Linked DNA regions of Mus musculus: all the other regions are linked to region 3. A link is a contact called in public Hi-C, HiCAR-type, HiChIP or PLAC-seq and promoter capture Hi-C data. All regions are on one chromosome and are shown on one strand. Each heading gives the region's core, a stretch centred on a gene start, on an enhancer-like site or on the middle of the called end of the contact. The rest is flanking DNA. Distances are from core to core; before and after follow the strand shown.

The links. Promoter capture Hi-C pulls out the DNA fragments that hold promoters and counts their contacts. Hi-C and Micro-C count contacts between places; a contact is called where the count stands out from the background. HiCAR-type assays count read pairs that join an accessible place to other places. HiChIP or PLAC-seq counts read pairs in DNA pulled down with a chosen protein or histone mark. Capture Hi-C pulls out chosen DNA fragments and counts their contacts.
Region 1: a contact with region 3 is called in a FOXA1 HiChIP or PLAC-seq map of pancreatic cancer cells. The contact joins the enhancer-like site here to the promoter of Aff4 in region 3. A contact is called at or near these places in 2 of 115 datasets of contacts at active chromatin or transcription factors (microglia and pancreatic cancer cells).
Region 2: an H3K27ac HiChIP or PLAC-seq map of stem cell-derived neural progenitor cells shows a contact between it and region 3, with 5 times the contacts expected there. The contact joins the promoter of Sec24a here to the promoter of Aff4 in region 3. A contact is called at or near these places in 2 of 39 promoter capture datasets (cranial neural crest and liver), 4 of 115 datasets of contacts at active chromatin or transcription factors (astrocytes, epiblast stem cells, pancreatic cancer cells and 1 more) and 2 of 9 other capture datasets (adipose tissue and macrophages).
Region 4: a HiCAR-type map of astrocytes shows a contact between it and region 3, with 7 times the contacts expected there. The contact joins the promoter of Cdkn2aipnl here to the promoter of Aff4 in region 3. A contact is called at or near these places in 3 of 39 promoter capture datasets (cranial neural crest, hippocampal neurons and pre-B cells) and 2 of 115 datasets of contacts at active chromatin or transcription factors (astrocytes and large pre-B cells).
Region 5: a contact with region 3 is called in a promoter capture Hi-C map of liver, with 2.7 times the contacts expected there. The contact joins the promoter of Ppp2ca here to the promoter of Aff4 in region 3. A contact is called at or near these places in 1 of 39 promoter capture datasets (embryonic stem cells), 6 of 115 datasets of contacts at active chromatin or transcription factors (astrocytes, cardiomyocytes, epiblast stem cells and 3 more) and 1 of 9 other capture datasets (liver).
Region 6: a promoter capture Hi-C map of pre-B cells shows a contact between it and region 3. The contact joins the promoter of Ccdc69 here to the promoter of Aff4 in region 3. A contact is called at or near these places in 2 of 39 promoter capture datasets (liver and pre-B cells) and 1 of 115 datasets of contacts at active chromatin or transcription factors (thymic regulatory T cells).
Region 7: a Hi-C map of B cells shows a contact between it and region 3, with 8 read pairs. The contact joins the promoter of Lyrm7 here to the promoter of Aff4 in region 3. A contact is called at or near these places in 3 of 39 promoter capture datasets (liver and pre-B cells), 1 of 484 Hi-C or Micro-C datasets (B cells), 1 of 115 datasets of contacts at active chromatin or transcription factors (pancreatic cancer cells) and 1 of 9 other capture datasets (liver).

What each region holds. Positions count from the first base shown.
Region 1 is chr11:52,078,784-52,081,683 of GRCm38.p6, forward strand. All of the region lies in intron 13 of Cdkl3 (cyclin-dependent kinase-like 3), which reads left to right. Among named protein-coding and RNA genes, the nearest start is that of Ppp2ca, 19 kb to the right of the region's middle. Within about 2 kb of position 1,433, at least 179 of the 459 cell types and tissues checked have an H3K27ac peak or open chromatin away from gene starts, as enhancers often do. A contact at or near this core is called in pancreatic cancer cells, where this site is marked.
Region 2 is chr11:51,755,530-51,758,229 of GRCm38.p6, forward strand. Sec24a (Sec24 related gene family, member A (S. cerevisiae)) reads right to left here and starts at 1,305. Exons shown (of 23, transcript NM_175255.3): 1 at 548-1,305. The coding sequence starts at 644.
Region 3 is chr11:53,349,215-53,352,211 of GRCm38.p6, forward strand. It overlaps Aff4 (AF4/FMR2 family, member 4), which reads left to right and starts at 1,553. Exons shown (of 21, transcript NM_033565.2): 1 at 1,553-1,915.
Region 4 is chr11:51,966,000-51,968,910 of GRCm38.p6, forward strand. It overlaps Cdkn2aipnl (CDKN2A interacting protein N-terminal like), which reads left to right and starts at 1,632. Exons shown (of 3, transcript NM_029976.3): 1 at 1,632-1,958. The coding sequence starts at 1,720.
Region 5 is chr11:52,097,530-52,100,229 of GRCm38.p6, forward strand. Ppp2ca (protein phosphatase 2 (formerly 2A), catalytic subunit, alpha isoform) reads left to right here and starts at 1,295. Exons shown (of 7, transcript NM_019411.4): 1 at 1,295-1,621. The coding sequence starts at 1,520.
Region 6 is chr11:55,076,701-55,079,410 of GRCm38.p6, forward strand. It overlaps Ccdc69 (coiled-coil domain containing 69), which reads right to left and starts at 1,431. Exons shown (of 7, transcript NM_177471.4): 1 at 1,313-1,431. The coding sequence starts at 1,360.
Region 7 is chr11:54,858,990-54,861,980 of GRCm38.p6, forward strand. Lyrm7 (LYR motif containing 7) reads right to left here and starts at 1,608. Exons shown (of 5, transcript NM_029327.5): 1 at 1,563-1,608. The coding sequence starts at 1,580. It overlaps Gm31490 (a long non-coding RNA gene), which reads left to right and starts at 825. Exons shown (of 3, transcript XR_879859.2): 1 at 825-1,051; 2 at 2,927-2,991.

The DNA.
Region 1 (2,900 bases), core at 183-2,682, 1.3 Mb before region 3:
CCTGGGGAAGTGGGGCCATTATACTATTCACTATATTACATAAATTTGTGAGTAATTATGACCTCTATACATGTTTGAGATTATACATGTTACATTTGCTTAATTATTGTGCATATGTATATATATTACACATGCTTGGAAACAGACATACGTTTTCAATGACCACTCTTTAGGTAGAGGGCAGGGTGGATCATCCTTAGATCTCCCACGAGTTCTGTGAGATAAAGGAGAACTCCTGGTGACTTCTCCAGAGACTCGTTCGCCCAGTAGCACCTCGTCTTCCCGTATGGCATTCTCGTCACCCCTGTGCCACCTCAGTCAAGTGTGGGCTAAGCTAACTTGACTGAGCAGTGGCCAGCTGTGTGTGCGTTTCTCTGCACCTTTTATCTGTGTCCTCAGCTTTCATGTCTGGCTTCTTCCATTCTTTGCAGGGCTTTCCACCTACTCAGCCCGACATCCTGTGACAATGGATGTTATGGTGTCTCGGGGATTATAAAGTGTTATATTAAAGAGGAGATAAGACATCAAAGAATAGACACTAATGTTTTCAAAATGGTGATTACCTGGGGCTGGGATCAGTGTCCAAACCATCTGAGCTCACTCACACACTGAAGCTAGGAGATCACAGCATGCTTTTTCTTCCTGCAAAAATAGAAATAATCTAAAGACAGTGCCTTAATTAGTGTTTCTATCACTACGATAAACACCACGACCAAAAGCAAATTGGGAGAAAGGGCTTATTTCATCTTACAGCTGTAGTATTTATGTAGTCCATCACTCAGGAAACTCAGGGAGGGACTGAAGGCAGAGGCCATGAAGAGTGCTGCTTGCTGATTTCCTTTTTATGCCTTACTCAGCCTGCCTTCCTATACACTCTAGGACCACCGGTCAACCTTGGGGGCTTTCTCAGAGGATGTGGGAATCAAGTGATTGGTTACTAGAATGACACATCTTAAGAATTAAGATCTCAGAGCTGGAGAGATGGCTCAGCGGTTTAGAGCACTGACTGCTCTTCCAGAGGTCCTGAGTTCAAATCCCAGCAACCACATGGTGGCTCACAACCACCTGTAATGGGATCTGATGCCCTCTTCTGATGTGTCTGAAGACAGCTACAGTATACATATATATAATAAATAAATAAATCTTTAAAAAAAAAGAATTATGATCTCTAGTGTGGGCTTTAAACATAGTTTTGGGAGGTTGCTTGTGTTTCAAGCAAGCTGTTAAAACAACCAAATGAATCACTCTGGGGAGTGGGTGATACTGTGGGCCCTTCCTGGTTCGAGGCTGAAACTGGGCTATGTCTGTGGTAAGGAACTAGAGGAGGAAGCAGAGCTGACTCATTAAGATTTCAGAAGCCTGGTATGTGGAGCTAGGAGTCCCTGGCTGTTGCCAAGGCAACAGCACAAAACTTTCTTATCCAAGAGCTTGACCCAAGGGGAGGGGAACGGCTGGTGCGCTGGTGCGGTTGGCCACTCATCTGTGCATGCTGAGTTGCTCAGGGAACTGCAGGGAGGTCAGGTGTTCTCGCTGGTGTTATTCAGTTCTCCAGCATGTTGGCTTTAGAGAGACTCTCAGTGGGACTTCTCAGTGTGAGTGCAGGGGCCATGTTGTCCAGAAGGAGGTGGTGAGCTGGGGCTGGAGTCATAAGCTGCTGTGATCTGCCCAAACTCAGGGCCAGGCCAGGAGGGGACAAAAGCTAGGCCACAGCCACAGGAAGGCCAGATCACACTTATATAGTGCTTACATACATGGGCTACATAGTAAACTCTTACCTCACAAAGCTAAAATAAACTAGCAAAAATATACCAAAAACAACTTTTGCCCGGCAATAGTGGCACACGCCTTTCATCCCAGCTCTTGGGAGGCAGAGGCAGGTAGATCCCTGAGTTCCTGGCAAGCCTGGCCTACAGAGCAAGTTCCAGGACAGCCAGAGTTATTGCACAGTGAAACTCTGTCTTGGAAAGCCAAACAAGTTAGAAAGTTTTCTTTATAGTTAGGTATTTCATCTCCTCCATACACAGTCACTTTAAGAGGGCTTAAGTGTGTCTGTCTGCACAGTCAGCAGAATTTTTGCTGGACCTCATCCTGACCAGTTTTAAAAGCGCACCTAGATGGCTGTAGCCAAGCCATTGGTGTCCTTGGGTGGAAACCACCCTTATTTGTTTCTGTCACAAAACATTCACCCAGGGACAAACATGGGGTGACTCAGGACCAGGTCTCCACACTCTGGCAAAACTACTTGGAGATGCTGCTCAGGGGATACGACCCCATATTGCCTGTGCACATAGAGTGTGCAGCAGTGTAAGGCGAGCATGTTTCTCCACTGTCTTCAAGACAATATGAGCCATTGCTGTACCTAAGCCCCTTGCCTCAGTCTAGGGGACTGAGAGCAAAAGGGCCTATTCAGGAGAAGCCTTCACTTGTAGCTTCCTGAGTATGGACCCTGCCTCAACCATGTAGAAGGAGAGCGTGAACTGAAACCCCCTCACACACACGCACTATTGGCATGCCTGCTGAATGCACATGCACACACATGCACATCTGCATGCATGCACTGACATGCACATATACAGGATAATGATGATAAGATAGAAAAATTTTTAATTAAAAAAGAGAGAGATTTCCATGTGAGTCAGATATGGGTCACTCAGCTGGCTCCTACTGGTTTGGGGAGAGAAGTTGGAGGTTGCACACGTGTACCCATGACTAGGGAAACAGATGACAATTTGTCGTGAGTACATTCTACAGTATGCTATTCATCAGTGGAGCTGATATATGAAATGTGCAGGTGGCAATGTGGAAAAGTCTAGAAAGCATATTGAGGGGTGAGTAACAGGAAGACAGAAAGATATATAATACAGTATTATTCATATAAATGAAAATACATGCAAACATAG
Region 2 (2,700 bases), core at 55-2,554, 1.6 Mb before region 3:
ATCCATCTATTTGGTTCTTCCACAACTGAAAAACTAAACAGGAGGCCCAAGGACTGTCGTAGGAAGAAGATCCTTGAAGAAAGATCCCTGCAGAGATGAGCAAGTCCTAAAGGGATCTGTCAAAGACGGAGTCATTCATTCATCTCTGCAAATTAGTATTAATAAGCACTGACCCGCCACCCCCCTGCACTTCGAGCCTGCGGACCCGAGATGAACCCTGCCCTCCAGGACACAGGACTGAGGTGGCGCATTGCGTGATGACACCCAGACACTATGACCTCCATAAGGCAGTTCTGGGAACTGATTTCGTCTACGATTCTTGTTCACCTCTTGTTTATCTCAGACGTTGCATACTGCAGGTGCTTACTGTTTGCAGGCTGAACCTATAAATACACATGAAACTGTCCCACCAGCGTGGATCTGCAGGTGCATGTCCACCGCGGCTCCCGGGTCCAGGCCGTCATCCGCCACTCCCCGCGGTAGACCTGGCTGGGACTTGTCCCTGGCCCGAGCTGTGCCGCCCTCCCCGCCCCCGTGCGGCACTCACCGTTGGTGTAGGGAGACCCCGAGGCTGAGGCGGCTCCGTTCTGGGCCTGGAGGCTAGCTGCGGCACCGCGGGCAGCGGGGATCCGGGGCTGGGCCATGGCGCCCGGGGATCTCAGGGTAAGACGGAGCCGTCGGGGTCGACCGCAGCGCCCAGCCTAAGAGCTCCAACAGGAAAACCGAGGGCAGGGACCTGGAGGCCGGAGAAGCGGAACACGCGGGGTGGCACGTCAAAGTAGAGGCATGGCGTGTCCGTGTCTTCTGCCCGCCGGCGGCCACGACCTGGCCAGGGCGCGGAGAGGCTCCGGAGTCAGGCCGGCTGGGCTGGGAACGCCGGGCTCGGAGGCAGCAGCCGAACCCGGAGAGGAGGGAGGCCCTGGGCGGAGCCGCCGGCCGCGCAGGCACAGTGGGGACACGTGGCACTTCCGGTTCCGGCTGGAGGCTGCGGCCGTGCTCTCTGTCCCCGGGGAGCTGCCCCGAGGGCACCTGACAGTCCCGTGTCCGGGCCCGGAGGACCGTGCACGGACTCGCCTGCCACGTCACGGACTCCCGCCGCCCGCCGGAAGTAGCCTGTGTCACCACTGCGAAAATACCCGGCGTGGAGAACGTCACCTTGCTGACAGTCCCAGGGGTGGTGCGGATTTTTAGAATCGATTGGGTGGGACAGGAGAGACCCGGCTCCTCTTCCGGGATTCTCTGAGGATTACCTGAGACGACCGATGTCCTCGGCTACCGCTGGTGGCCCAGCCGATGCTATGCCAGCTGTAGAGTGCAAGAGAATTTTAAAAAGAGGTGTTCAATTACGTGTGTTTGTCAAAGTGTCATGGGCGGGACATGGCGGCAATCAGGAGGTCGAGGCAGAAGTGTTCTAAGTTCGAAGGCGGCCTAGTCAGGTCAGCCAGGGCTGGAGTGAAGATGCTGGGTCAAGGTTAAAATGTCTGATGACGTTAAGGAGGAAGCTCTTCTTTTCAACTGGAGGATTAAGATTAATTTTGACGTTAGCCTGTTGGTAGCATAGTCACTCCGAAGTACATCCACCACACATGGATCGGGAATCCATCCCTCTCCTATCCCAGTGTTGACAATGGAGTCCAATGTCCTAGGGAAGCCCTTAGTTTACACTGAGCTAGGCAACTTCTATAATAACAAGTATTTAGTTAATACTGAGGCTCCAAGCCGGGCGTGGTGGCGCACGCCTTTAGTCCCAGCTCTCAGGAGGCAGAGGCAGGCGAATTTTTGAGTTCGAGGCCAGCCTGGTCCACAGAGTGAGTTCCAGGACAATCAGGGCTAATCAGAGAAACCCTGTCCCGAAAAAAAAAAAAATACTGAGGCCCCGGACTAAATAACATTTAAAATGGTAATTGTAATGGTATCGTACTCCTATAGTTCTGGATACAGAAAAGTGAGGCAGGAAGATCTTGAATTCAAGACCAGCCTGGGCAATTTACCAGGACTCAGTTTCTTTAAAAGGGGTTAGATATGTAGGTCACTCATAAAGAGTTTCCCTAACCTTGTAGGAAGAAGCCCTGAGTTCAAAAGAATTAAAGGCAGTTTACATTATGAGAGTTTACATTAAGTCGAATAATTCAAATGTCCTTTCTGGGCAAGTAGCTTGTGGGTTGCTTTTATTTTTACCCCCAAACAGACTTTCTGACTTGTAAGACCAAAGAGAAGTAGAAACTGGTTGGTTATGCAACATACTTAGTGATATCAGTGTGATCTTTAGCTACTTTGGTTTTACCTGCTCCAAGCAGATGACAAAGTCCTTCACAGATGTGTGCTGCTGATTGAAACGTATTATGCCATGAGTTTCACAACCTCGGGCGAAAGTACATCTTACCAAACTCATTTACTATCTAATGCTGGCTACGAAGTATTACAGAAAAAGAGCACAATCTAAAACTACTGTCAGACCCAAGAAGCAAGCAGTAACCACATATACAAATTTACCCTAACCTTGATTTCATTAATAGTTACCTCAAAACCATACTAAAATATATTTGCTCTGAGTGGAATTAAACAATTAAAAAAAAAGATTGTTTTATTGTTTTAAAGTTTGTTTTCTGTATGTATGGGTACCTACATAGAAGTATTTACACGCTGGTCGATGGTGGCACACACCTTTAATCCCGGCATTTGAGAGGCAGAGACAGGTGG
Region 3 (2,997 bases), core at 303-2,802:
AATTACTTAAGTTGGCTTCAAACTTGCTATACAGTTTAGGAATATTTGCTGAATTTGCAATCCTCCTTCCCCAAGCTGCAGAGTAGCTGAGATTACATCCATGTGTCTCCATCCTCAGTTTGGGCCCCTGTTGTAGCATTCAAGTGGCTGTCTATATGTGAGTGTGATGTGTGAATGTACCTGTTAAGGAAAGATATATATGTGTGCTACAGGGATAGAATTTAGGTCACCAAGATTGTGGGCAAGTGCCTTTAAGCCACTGAACTATCTCACCACCACCAGTATTTTTCATAAGGAAGTAGAAAAGATGGCCAGGCACACTGATACACTTCTTTAATCCCAGCACTTAGGAAGCAGAGGTAGAGGCAGGCAGATCTCTGAGCACCAAGCCTGCCTGTTTTACAAAGTGAGATCCAGGGCAACCAGGGCTACACAGAGGAAACCCTATGTAAAACTTAAGATTTATTTAGTGTTTTTCTTTTTGAGACAGGCTCTCACTATATATCCTTGACCTGCCCAGTGTTGGATATGTATATCAGCCTCACAGAAATCTTCCTCCCTCTGCCTCCAGAGTGGTGGGATTAAAGGTGTGCGCCAGACCATACCTCGATAGTGGTTTTGAGACATGGCTTAGAACTCGTGTGTAGTTGAGTGGATTTCCAAACTGTGAAATTACAAACTACAAATAACGAGTGAAGTGTTTCAAGATGTTAGAGGTGGAGAATCTGCATGAGGTACCATCAAATAAAGAAAGCAGATAAGAGACATGGGACACCAATGACAGGATTGTATGTTTTTCAGATGTAGAGGAAGAGGACACTTTTCTTGCGCTACTATTACTGGATTCTAGGAAACCTTAAAACTTTGTCTAATTACTGATTCCAATTAAATTATGGCTTGTCTGGACTAGCAGGATGTTAAGAGCGATGGTGTTTGTGTGTGTGTGTGTGTGTCGCCGTGTGTTGTTTTGACAGGGTTTTCTTAGTAGCTCAGATTGGCCTTGAATCCACTAAGTAGCCCACAGAGGCTGATATTTATTTATTTACTTATTTATTTATTTATTTATTTATTTTTTTAAGACGATGCAGGGCCGGCTTATCCTCCCACAGTAAGTCACACGCAGCAGTGGACGACGTCGCTGCGGACCTCCACGTCATCCTTCCCTCTCTACTCCTGCGGTGCGCTGCGGGACACGGGCGGCAGGGCCTGGGCCTTCACCTGCACCCCAAAACCGGTCGGCCGGGCTGCGCCCCGCCCCGCGGCGCCTCCCTAGCGGGCTGCGCAGGAGGGCGTGTGCCCCGGGCCGGGTTCTGTCCCCGGGTCTGACGCTGGTGCGGCCCCGCGGAACCTGCTGCGACCCGCGCTTCGCATCCCCGCTCCCCAGCCCCGGGCCCAGGCGCCCCCGCACGTCAGCCCGCGCGTCAGCCCCGCCGACGCCGCCTCCAGAGCAGCAGCAGGGCCGCAGCCCCCGCGCTGCCTGCGGGAGGGGCGCGGCCTGGTCACGTGACGCTCGCAGCAGCCCGGCCCTGGTCACATGGGCCGCGGCCACTGCGTCAGTCCCAGTCCCGGCTGCGGGAGTCGAGTCGTCGCCGCCGCCGCCGCCACCGCCGCCCCCAGCGGACGGGGCGGGGATCTTGGTGCCAGGGCCCCGTCAGCCCGCCCCCGCCTCAGTCACCCGTCCGGGGCTCGGCCGGGCCGTCATGGAGCGGGGCGGAACCCTGGCGTCCGCGGTGTGAGGTGCGCCGCCTCGGCTCCCCGTGGCCTCCGGATCGGCCGCTGCCCCTCGCCCCAGGCAGCCGGTCGCCGCCTCCTGGGCGGGCCCGAATGCGCGTCCGGTGAAGGTGCAGGCCGGGCGCCGCCGCCGCCGCAGCCGCGGTCGGGAAATGGTTCGGGCCTAGCGGAGCGGGGACTGGAGGTGAGAAGCCGCCTGACTGCCTGCCTGACTGACTGACTGACGTCTGAGGCGCGGCCGCGCCGCGGGGAAGGCGAGGCTCCGGCCGCTGACGCTGGCGGAGACCCGCGGGGCGGGGGGCCCCTGGATCCGGCTTCGCCCTACGTTTTCTCGTCCCACTTTCTCTCCGAAATCAATTTCAAACAAGAAAAATCATTTTTTTTTTCTTTAAAGGCCAAGCCGTTCCCATCCGACATTCCAGACGCCCATCATCTGGCCGTTTCTTCTTTTTTTCCTCCCCCCCCCCCCCCGTTGTCCCTTCCTCCATTCCTCCCTTTGATTCGGTCGGCGGATTTATCCTTTGAAAAATTTTTCCTTCGTCTGACTCAAGTCATTCCTAGTTAAAGAGAAAATAGGCCCAGATTCTGGCTATCATTTCTCAACTAGTTCTCGCCTTCCTTCTCGCGATCCTGCGCACCTCCCCCCACCCCCACTCTCCCACCTCCCCTCCACCGAAAGAAAAAAAAAAGGGGGGGAGGCTGGGGGGGTGTTAATTTCCGTCCTTGATGGTCGATGGGGTTTGAGTGGAAAAATGGGAACCTGGGTTGGAATAGGAGAAACCCTCCTTCCCGCTCGGAACCGGCCTGGTACCTGGCGATCGCCATGGCCGGGCTTTGGGTATTGATGTTTAGGCCTCCCCAGCTGCCTGTGCGCAGGGTTAATCTCGTAATTGACGTCAGTGCTTTGTTCCTTCCACTTTGCTGTTGCTTCCCACTCTCTGAGAACGGATCATGGGGTACAGGAGCCCAGGGTGTTTGTGGGGTCTCCTTATTAGGCTTTTCATTCACAGATGACACCTTTATGGGGAGTCGAGAGCCCTGATCTGAAAATGGTTGTGAGTGAAGTTCGAACCAAGAGTTCGATTCAGGGTTCTCCGAGTTTCGTCAGTTGCAAGTCAGAATTCTGGTTTTTCTTCCCCGCTGAGGTTTTAAACTGAAGCTAGCCTCCTTTCCAGTGCCGGAATCTAAGCCCTAGGTGCCCGTGAATAGGCTGTTTGTGTGACATTTAAAATGTGTGCTTTTTGTGGAGCCGAGGTGGTGGTGGGG
Region 4 (2,911 bases), core at 382-2,881, 1.4 Mb before region 3:
TAAACTAGAAGATTCGCTAGTGATATGTTAATTCTCCAATGAATCTATGTAGTCAACATGATCCCGTATGAAATATCAACAGTCTGCTTCTCTAGAAGTCAACAAAGAGATGCTAAAATTTATATCAAAATCCAATAGCATGGTGGAACACACTTAAAATACCAGCTCTGGAGAGGCTCAGGCATAGGCTTATGGCCTATGTTATTAAAAAACAACAAAACAACAACAACAAAACAAACAAAGCAACTGTAGTTGTGGGTGGCTGTAAGCCACAATGAGGGTGCTGGGAACTGAACCCATATCCTCTGGAAGAGCAGCCAGTTATCTTAACTCCCGAGCCATCTCTCTAGCCCCCATGCTCTCATTTCTAGACCAACCACTGCAGTACACAACCAAGGAACCAAGGATGTAGCTCACTGAAGCCTCCGCAGTGTTTTTAAGAGTCAAGCATCTTTCTCTGGTGATAAGGATGGCAGCAAATTTCCAGGCTCAAATAATTCTCCTGCCTTGACATATGGAGTAGCTGGGACAAAAGGTGTCTGTCACTGTGCCTGGCACATCAAATGTCCTCAGAGTCTGATCAGCTGAAGCTAGAATCAGAATTACCAGGGACCTTGACTCTGGGTATCTGAGGTTTCACTTGGGAACCTGCCACTGCAGTATCAGTCAGGGTATGGCATCTGTATCCTGGGACTCAGCTCTGGTCGCTGTTATCCAGTTAACTTGCTGACTGCTGGGGGAAAGCTGTTTCTGTCTTTGGATTCTCATGTTTGGTTCAGATGTTCCAAGCCGTAGTGTCAGCACTGTGTCTTCCTGAGGTGAGAGCACCCAGCTTGGTGCTGGTCCTCACTGCTCTGGCATTTGCGGACTGGATTGTATTTCTGCCTGCTGGGATCCTAACACTGCCACAGAAGCCACAGAAGGGAGCAAGCAAGCAGTTGTAGGCCAGCTTGGCCGTGTATGACCCTGGGGGAGCGGGAGGGAAGGATCTGCAATAGTAAACAGTATATAATGAACTTCCTTGAAGCCCACTCACCACTTAAGACCTTCACTAGATCTGGAGGTCCTGAGTTCTAGGCTTTCTTCTGACTCAAGCTTACATTTTATATTTTTACATTTATTTACTTGCTTGGTGTGTGTGTGTGTGTGTACATCAAAGTACCACAACTTGCATGTAGAAGTCAGAGGACAGTTTTCAGGAGTTGGTTCTCTCCTTCCACCATGAGGGTCCCTCACAAAGTCCTTTAGAGTGGGGCATCCTGGGCACGAAACAAAATGCCTTGTATGTACTGATTGGATGATGAATACAGCAAGATAGGAGAACACAACCTCAGTGAAGATGTTGAGATAACAGTGGATCCATAAAAGAGAGGACCTCACTCCCAAGGGACAGCCACAGAACTTAGGGCAAACCTCAGGTGTGGCTGAGGATAGACAGATGCCCGGTGAACGACCCAGGGCAAAAAGGGCACTGCAGAGTCCCAATGGGCACCTAGCTGCCAGCTCTATGCTGGCGGGCCTCAAGCTCCCCAGCAGTTGCCACACACGCTGGGTTGCACTAGACCTCCGTGCCCCGCGAGGGCGCTCCAGATAAGTCCTCCAGAGCACTCGCCCTCAGCCGTGGTCGCTCTAGCCGTGCGGCGGCGGCGCGGGGCGTGTCGGGAAAGCGGCGGGCTGGTGCGATCCTTAGCGGCGGCAGCGGCTGCGGCAGCGGGAGCCATGGTGGGTGGCGAGGCCAGCGCCGCGGTGGAGAAGCTAGTTTCCGGCGTGCGGCAGGCCGCCGACTTCGCCGAGCAGTTTCGTTCCTACTCGGAGAGCGAGAAGCAATGGAAAGCGCGCATGGAGTTCATCCTGCGCCACCTGCCTGACTACCGAGACCCACCCGACGGCGGCGGCCGCCTGGACCAGCTGCTGTCCTTATCCATGGTCTGGGCCAACCACCTCTTCCTGGGTTGCAGGTGCGGACCCCCGACAGCTGGCTGACCTTGTCCCCATCAGTCGATCCTCAGCTTGGGCATATACACTGCTCCACGCTGAACCTGGCGCCAGCCTCCTACTGATCCCCTCTTAGCATTCCCTCGGGAAAAAAATCTCTCCTCTGAGCCTCGCTTTTCTCTTGTGAATGAGTGGTTGGGATGACTACAGCAGCTGAATGATAGGGCGTGCAGTGCAGGTGTGCTCCAAGGCGGCCGAATTGCAATGGTCATTGTTATTACTGTTTATTAGCCCAGAGGACTTCCTTTCCAGAGTGTGTTTGAAGTCTATTAGCTCCTGTCGCCCACGTGACAAAAGTGCAGACTCTTCCTCTAGATGAAGACACCTAGCAAGAGGATGTGATGTATCTCACCATTGGTGGGTTTCACGCTAAGGCAGGATGTAATCTTTTCTCCCCTTTCTCTTCTTGGCTTCCCTCTTAGGAAAGTAACCCATGCTATCTTGTTGCTGTCCTAACTCCCCGCCCTCCCCAGTCTTTGTGATCACACCTGGAAGGCAAGAGCCTGGCCTTGAGATATTCCACCTGGAAATGACACCAGGTTTTTATACTCCCTTGTGATTTTTAATTTTTTTTTAAAGATTTATTTATTTATTATATGTAAGTACACTGTAGCTGTCTTCAGACACTCCAGAAGAGGGAGTCAGATCTTGTTACGGATGGTTGTGAGCCACCATGTGGTTGCTGGGATTTGAACTCCGGACCTTCGGAAGAACAGTCGGGTGCTCTTACCCGCTGAGCCATCTCTCCAGCCCGTGATTTTTAATTTTTGAGGCAGTCTTCCCTTATAACTGAGACTGGCCTCCAGTTTACTGTGTAGCCCAGGCAATCCTAGAACTTGATCCACCTAGGCAACCACGTCCTGAGAGGCATGCATGGCCAGGCTCTTCCAGGCTTCTAGAGTTTCGTGAGGTTGTG
Region 5 (2,700 bases), core at 45-2,544, 1.3 Mb before region 3:
GAATTGGTCAAGCCAGTTCCCCTGGCCAAGCAGGTTGTCCTTGATAAAGGAGGATTTTCATCCCTGCCATTTGTGGATGGGGCCACTGAGGTCCTCTTGTAGCTTGTGGGTCAGGGTGTCTTCTGATGCTCTGAGCTGTGTCTTCTCCGGTGTGTGACAGGCTTGACTGTTCCCCACAGTATAGCTAGGTCAGCTCTTGCCTTGACCTTCATGGATAACCATCCTTTGGCTTCTCTCCCAGACTCTGGAGGGGAGCAGTGTATGACTTCCATCCATTCCATTCATTTCCAGCCAGGAACATTCAAGCTCCACCAGGGCAGTAGCCCCTTTCTGTCTGCATGACCCCTTTGTCCCCTAAGCATGGGATCTGGTCAACAGTTGATGCTCTGTAGAGCCAAGTATCTCTGTGAATGCAGACAGTGCAATGTGAACACGTTTCACAAGCCTCAGAAGAGATTTATAACCAGGTCGAAGGCTGATCCTTAAGAATATCAGCTTCCTTTACAGAACACACGGTAGCTGCTTCTACCAGTACCAGAACACAGCCCTGGCTTGTTCCTCTAGAATGTAGGACAAGATTATTTCCAGTGGGCACAGGTCTCGGAGAAAAGTGCACACCAGAGGTGTTGAAGGCCACAGGAGAGGAAGCAAGGCTTAGGAAGAGGCCAGGATCGAAGGCCCACTTCGGCCCCGCCTTCGTGCAGGGACAGGTGTGTGCTGGGGGTGTAAGGTGCGCGGGCGACACATCCCAGCAGGTACACCTTCCTTCGCCCACGAATGACCTAATTATAGGAGCCTGCAACGGCCAGAGGTGGGGAAGGTCACTCCAGGCAACCTGCCACTAGGCTTGTCCCCAAAGGTGTGTGACTCCCTTGTGGTTCCCAGGGCTGCTGGACTAAGCGCCTTAGGGTTGCCTTTAGTCATCAGGCTGGCAGAGCCCAGACCACATCTGAGAGGTATCACCCAGAGGCCTTCCAGAAACACCAGGTCACAAGGAATAAAAACCTCGCCTACACGGACTGCTCATGCGCCGAGACCGCGCAGGCGCCCTGCGGAGCCTGGGACGCCAGGATTAACCAGCACTGCGCTTGCTCGGACTCGCTTCTTCCCTTCCCCCGCCGCCCTCCCAGCGGGAGGACCACGCCCCAAGAGCGAAGCCACTTCCTTCGGCAGCCAACTCCGCTGCGCTTGCGCCCCGGCTCCACGGTGCGCAGCTCTGGGTCCCGGCCCCACTCCGTCGCCCTCCCCGCGGCTCCCTGACGCTGGCGTGACGTCACCACGCCGGGCGGCCGCCATTACAGAAAGCCGAGTCCCGAGCTAGGGCGAGCGGAGGAGGAGGCACAGCGGCCGGCGGCCGAGCACTGCGGAGCGAGCCAGCGGGCCGGCGCCAGCGCCCAGCAGCCGCCTGGGGCCGCAGAAAGCACCCCGGGAGAGCGGCGGCGGCGTGTGCGTGTGGCCCGGGTGCGGGCGGCGGCGCGGGAGCAGCGCGGAGCGGCAGCCGGTTCGGGCGGGCGGCATCATGGACGAGAAGTTGTTCACCAAGGAGCTGGACCAGTGGATCGAGCAGCTGAACGAGTGCAAGCAGCTCTCCGAGTCCCAGGTCAAGAGCCTCTGCGAGAAGGTGAGCTGCTCTCGGCCGCGGGTGCGGCCTCTGCCCGGGCCCGCCTATCAGGAGGCCGCGGGGACGGTGCAACATGGCGGCACGGAGGCCAGACCCCCGAACCTAGCAGCCCGGCGCCCGGCGCTGCCTGCGGCGACTCGCGAGGGACCCGGCGCCCCCCGCCTCCCGCGCGCTGATTGGATGGCGCCGCCACCGCGGCCTAAAATGGCGCCGCGCGCCGGACTCCGGGCTTCGGAGCCTCCGGGCCGAACCCGGCCCGACCCTGGGAAGTGGGGCGGCCGGGACCCTCGGTGGCCCGGCGAGGGACTGGCTGGGCTTTGCGCCCGGGAACGGGTTCCGGACTCATGGAGTCAAAGCATTGCGCTTGCACTCGGGCTTGCTTCGTGGAGCGGGCGCTGCCCACAGGGTCCCCCACAGCAGGGCTTGTAGGCCAGACCCCAGCGCCTATGGAAAGGTCACCTCGCTTTCCTGTCGGTCTCCACGCCTCGGCTTCCCCGGAGCCCTGTTTAAAGTGTGTGTTTAACGATTATGAAGGGAGTCGCTAACCCAGTTCCTACGAAGGTCATAGTGGTAGTTTGAAGGGAGGAATATAAAGTTTTCTTAGTTGGACAAATGGAGGATTTGGTGAGTCATACTACAACGAAGAGCTTTGGGATTGGAAATACAGTGTCACATTAATTTATGATGTATATGCTGACTCAAATTGGGTAGTGTGAAACCCTTCTGTGTGTAACGTACTTGGCGTGGAGCCATTTATTTTTGAATGAGCAACATAAACGGGAAGAGAGTCAAATTTTTTATCCTCTCTGGTTGCAAAAGTTTCTTGGATTGTATTTTTGTGGCTACAATCAGCAGTAGAAATCCCCGTGTTGACCGATTTCTCTATTTCAGACATGGAACTGAGTCCACTCCTTGAAGTGATAACTCGGTATCTCAGGTTATCTCATTCCATTGGTTTTCTCCAAGAATTGGGGAAGCAAGTTGTTCATGTTGTATTCTTGAAGTCTTAATTAATGCAATTTTCTATTAGAAAAATGTGTCTCCACTTCATTTTAGCTTTTCTTTTCAGGGTTAATTTA
Region 6 (2,710 bases), core at 181-2,680, 1.7 Mb after region 3:
GGCCCTTTGAGGCAGCAAAGGTGAAGGGCTTTGCAGTTATCAAGAAGCCCTTAGAAGCCAGGTATGGTAGCCCAGGCCTATAATTTCAACATTAGGGAGGCTAAGTAAAATTGAAAGTTTGGGGCCAATCTAGGCTACATATTGAGAGCTTGTCTAAAAAATCTGAACAAAAACATCCAGCCTGCTGTGGTGGGGAGGCTGGTAATCCCAGCATTGGAGAGGCAGGTGAATTAGCAGTGCAAGGCCAGCTTTGGCTACACATTAAGTTTAGGACAGCCTGGGCTACACCAGACCCTGTCTCCAAAAGTGGGGATGGGGAGAAAAATAAAACAATGAAAAGTTAGTCCAAGTGCAGGGGAGGGTTCAGAGAACACACACACACACACACACACACACACACACACATTGACAAAGTTAGGGGTAGATAAACAGAGGTAACAGGAAGACTAATGAGCTGAAGTTCCTTGCAAAATTAATCATTTTCACAGTGGGGACTGATGAAGTTCACGGGCTGTCCATCCCCACAAGGGGTGGAGAGACTGGCAGACAGGAAAAAACGACTAGGACTCTAGAGTGCCTGTTTCCTTCTCTGGGCCCCCGGCTGTCCTCAGTGGATTTGGCCCTGAATCTAGGCTCTGACCTCCTGACGTTTCTCAGACCTCAAGGGGCAGAAACCTGAGTCAGTCTCTTGGGCTCTAACCCAGCTTCAGGGCTCTGGGGCGGGAGGGACAGGAAGGAGGAGAGAGCTGCAGGAGACTACAAATCAACTCCCACTTTGGCTCCTCCCAGCTACCCTAAGGGCAGCCCACGCACCGCTCAGTTCCCGCAGGAAGCCCTGACCCGCTTCCTAGGCTCTAAAGGGTGCAGTGATCCCAGGCGAAACTCGTTAAGAGGCAGCCTGTGTCTAGCAGCCCTTGGGCAGACCAGGGAGTTGAGGTTTCCAACAGGTCTCAGGTGATGCTGGTGCTGTCCGGCTGTGGACCTATCAGAGATTGCCGGCCTTAGACCTTAGCTCAAGGCGCAGAGAGGTTAAGAACTCTGTCCTCTACTACACAGTGACAGCCCCACACTGAAGGCCACCTGCCACGGACACACCAGTCACCTCCCCGCGGGGACAGCAGGGTCAGCTGCAGTTTGTCTGGGACTGAGTGTGTTAACTCGGCTTCTGATTGCCGGGTCGGGCGGAGACAGAGCACCCCCACCCCCGCACCCCAATCTCCATGACTGCCCCCCCCACTGCTGTCCATCTGGTGTCCTCTGCTGTCCCTCTGAGCGCCCCCCAAGCAGACCTCCGTGTGCGGGCTCCCGGTACCTTCTCTGCGCGCTTGCCGCGGCTGTGCCGGCTTTGCCTGCAGCCCATCCTGCTTCGCGCGTCCCGCTGGCTGTGACTCTCAACCGCCCGGAGCTGCAGCCGCGCCGGCTGCGCGCCTTAAATGCCGGAAGAGCAGGGCCTGCGCGGGGCCCCGGCCGAGCCGGGGCCGGGCCAGGGCAGGTGCCAGCGGCGCTCCACGCCAGAAGTACCTGAGGCCGGGGCAGGAGAGATCCCCAGGAGCCACAGATGGTTCTCAGGACCCTCTGATGAGAAAGAGCTGAGAGGGAAAAGAACGAAAACAATTAAACCAGGCGTTGTGGCACACGTCTGTAATCCCAGTTCTGAGGAGGTGGAGGCAGGAGGATCACAAGTTCGAGGACAGTCTGATATATATAGGGGGTTTAAGACCAGGCAGGGCTACATGATAACCTGTCATACAAAGGGAACGGGGTTGGAGAGAGATCTTAGCAGTTAAGAGTATTTTTCTGCCCTTCCAGGGAACTATGGTTCAACTCCAGACACCCACATCGGGTGGCTCAAAGATGCCTGTCCGGCTCCAGCACATGGGCCTTTTAACCTCTGAAGGCACTGAGGGTGAGTGCCTATAGACCCAGCACTTAGGAGGCTGAGGCTGGAGTTTCAGGAAGAGGCTACAGAGTAAGTAAGAGCTTATCTCAAAAACAAAACTAACCAAGCAAGCAACCAAAAGAACAAGCCAGCTGCAGGCTCAGTGGGAAAGGCAGTTGCCTGTGATGCCGACTTGAGCTCCATCCCCAGGCCCCACTTGGTGGAAGGAGAAAAGGAACATGCATGCCAAGGCTCACACACTGCATTACCCATTCATAACTAAATCTACATTTCCTGAGCTGAAAAGGCCAATCAATTTGCAGTTCCAGGAGCCTGAGGCAAAAGGACAACCACAAGTTGGAGGTCAGTCTAGGCTACAGAGTGAGCCCTTGTCTCAAAAGAAAATGAATTAAAATTATCTCAGTGAGTAAAGGTGCTTGCTACTAAGCTGATGACCTAAATTCAATTCCCAGGAAAAAGAGAGCCAACTCCTGAAATTTGTCCTCTGATCTCCATATGTAGGCCATGTGCACACATGTGTGCACACACACTCACTCTCCCCTCTTCAATAAACAAATGAATAAATGAAATAAAAGTATACTTCAGAGAGGGACAATGCTGGTAGCAAGGCCCAGAGCCCAGGTCAAATGCTCCCCCAAACCTGGCTTTTGTAACACCCCTGCAAATAAATGACACCCACTTTCATTGTAAGCTTTCCACAAGGCTGGGCCAATAGCTTTCCCCAGCTCACAAGATCTGTGTGACATAGTCTTCTCTCCTCAGGACAGACACTGCAAGCTTGCCAGATGCAGTGGGAATGGGGACAATAGG
Region 7 (2,991 bases), core at 358-2,857, 1.5 Mb after region 3:
CTACAAAGTGAGTTCCAGGACAGCCAGGGCTATACAGAGAAACCCTGTCTCGAAAAAAAAAAAAAAAAAAAAAAAAGACAAACAAAAAAGAGACAGATAGGCAGGCAGGCAGAAGCACACTAGCACACGCGCGCGCACACGCACACGCGCGCGCACACACACACACACACACACACACACACGAGACTAGGTGTCTAGATGTCCCTGCATCTTAGAAAGTGGAGAAGGGAGGATCACTTGATCCCAAAGTTTAAGACCATAGGAAGTCTGCAGTGTGGAACACTAAAGGATAGTAATCGGAGTAATTTTATATAGTACTTCCTGGGGAGTGGGGGTGTCCATTAATATAAAAACAGCACCACTAGCTTAAGACCATTATCCTAATAAAAAGAAAATGGGGGCTGGAGAGATGGCTCTGAGGTTAAAGCACTGGCTGCTCTCACAAAGGAACCAGGCTCTTCCCATCAGCCATACTGCAGCTGACAACCTCCTGTAACTTCGGTTCCAAGGAATCTGACACCCTCTTCTGGCCTCTGTGAGTACCAGACATGCACATGGTGCACAGACATACATGCCTTGCAAATAAAATAGTTGAAAAAGTTATTTTAAAAGAAAATGTGATCTTCATTACCACAAATCTACTAGAACCGGCATTACATTGTAGCTAATCATATCTTTTTACTTATTATTTATGCACTGTTGGGCATGGAAGCCAATGCCTTGAAAATGCTAAGGGCTCCAACTTAAAAGTTAAATACAACCTCAGCCCTACTAAGAAACTTCTTTTCAAACGCAAAAAGTAGCTGGGCGTAGTGGCTCGGGAGTCAGATTCCCAGCACTTAGCATGAAGATTGCTGAGAATTGGCCGCCGGTGTGAGCTACAAGTCTGAGGCCAGCCCCTCCTAATTCTTAATCAAACTTCAGGTGTCTGCCTATAAGTCCCCGTGATTCTTAAATTTCGAGACAAGATCTATGTTGCCTGGGCTTGCCATCAACAAGTAGGCTCAGCAATGCTGCCTCTCGCCCACTAGAGATTTCTGTATTCCTCTAGGTAAGTTAAATCCTATTTATAGGTTCACAAAACATGCTGTTTATTAATTTGAAGCACTTCTTACGATTTTATTAGTTGTTTATAGTCTTCCTACTATGGAACTTCTTTATTAAGGCATAGGTGGTCGGTTTATGGTCATCAGTCTCCTCTATTCACTACCTTTCATGGATCAGCCATCCTCCTCATTCATTGTCTCGTGTGGCTGTCACCCTCCTCCGCTCCGCGCCCCTCGAGATCCACTCCCTCCTCACTCACTGTCCCCCCCTTCTCCACTGCAGCCCCTCCAGGTTGTCTCCCTCATCATTCACTCTTCCACATGGCTATCAACCTCCTCCATTCACGGTCCATAGGGTCGTCTCTCCTCACTGCCCTCAAAATTGTCACCCTCTACCACTCATTGCCCCTGAAGGTTGTCACCCTCTTACACTCTCAGCCCCCCTCGGGGTCGCCTCCCTCCCTTGCCGGGGTCTTGAGCCTCAGCATCCCTGCACCCTCCTCCCGGCCCTGTCACCTTGGCGGGCTGACCCATGGCTCCCCACGCCGCTGACTCCGCCTCTGAGGGCGCCCCCTCTTGGCAACCAATCAGGGCCGGGGCACAGCTGGCGACGCTCCGCATAGCAACCAATCAGAATGCAACATGTCCTTCCTAGCCCGCCTTCCCCGCAGGAGGAAGTTCAGGCGTTTGCTAAGCAGAGCTAAGTATAAAAACGCGAGAAGCCGCGGTGCCAAATTACGGACAGGAGGACGGAAGTAGCTGAGAAGCCATGTTTGTTAGGGGCAGACTTCACTCCGCCGCGCCTAGCGTGCCGCTCGCGCACACTGTTTGTTACTGGGTGGCCTCGGAACCTGCTCGTTTTTTATCTCTTGTTTAAGGGCGTGGGCGTCTCTTAAGTGTCTATATTATAAGGTTTCCGGGCTGTGACTGTCTCCTTGGGAACGTAAGCAAACAAAAGCTAAGTCCTAACAACCACAGCCCATACATATCAGAACGCTGACTCCAGAACGTTCTGTTTGTACATTCTCTTAATTATTCCCCCCAAAGGTGCGGTTGAGTTGCCTGCTCAAGTTCACACCCTTGATCCCAGAGCCTCCTCACCTTCTGCATTATTGCCCTACTTATCTTGCCCCGTTCTTTGGTTTTGCTGAGGTAGGAAATAATTTATTAGAAGCTTCATAGTAATAACCATAAAACATTTATATACATTTTAACTTAGTACTTGCAGGCATGGATAAAAATTTCCACCTTGCTCCTGTTCCGCAATCATTTGCGTTCAACATTCCTGTAACATTTTAGGCTACTTTTAGGTAAAACTGACTGTTTATTAAGAATCAAAGATTCTTAATCTTTGATTAAGCTGAGTGTGGTGGGATATACTTGAAAACCCAGTATTTGGAAGGTAAAGTCAGGAGCATCAAGAATTCAAGGACAGCCCTGGTCTAGACTATATGAGACTCTGTGTCAATCAAAAAACAAAAAGGAAAAAAAAATTCTGCTTTTGAGACAGGGTGTCACAGTAACCCTGTCTGGTGTGGAACTTGTTATATAGATCAGGCTGGCCTCAAACTTTGAGATCTGCTGCCTCTGGAGTGCTGGAATAAAAGTTGTCACCACCAAACCTGTACTCGTCCTCAGGAATGCTTTCTACCTTGTTCAAAACCTAGAATTGGCCCAGAACTCACTGGTTAGGCTAGACTGGCTGTCCTGGTCTCAGAGATCTTCCCATCTCTACCTCCCCAAGGCTGGGATTACAAATGTGAAATACCATGCCTAGGGAGTCTTATATAAGAACACAAAGATAATTGTCAACTTTTAAAAATTGTTATTGATGGCTGGAGAGCTGGCCCAAAGCCTAAGAACACTGCTGTTCTTTCCAGAGGACCTGAGATTATTTCCCAACACCCATATGGCAGCTAACAACTGCCTGAACTCCAGTCCCAGG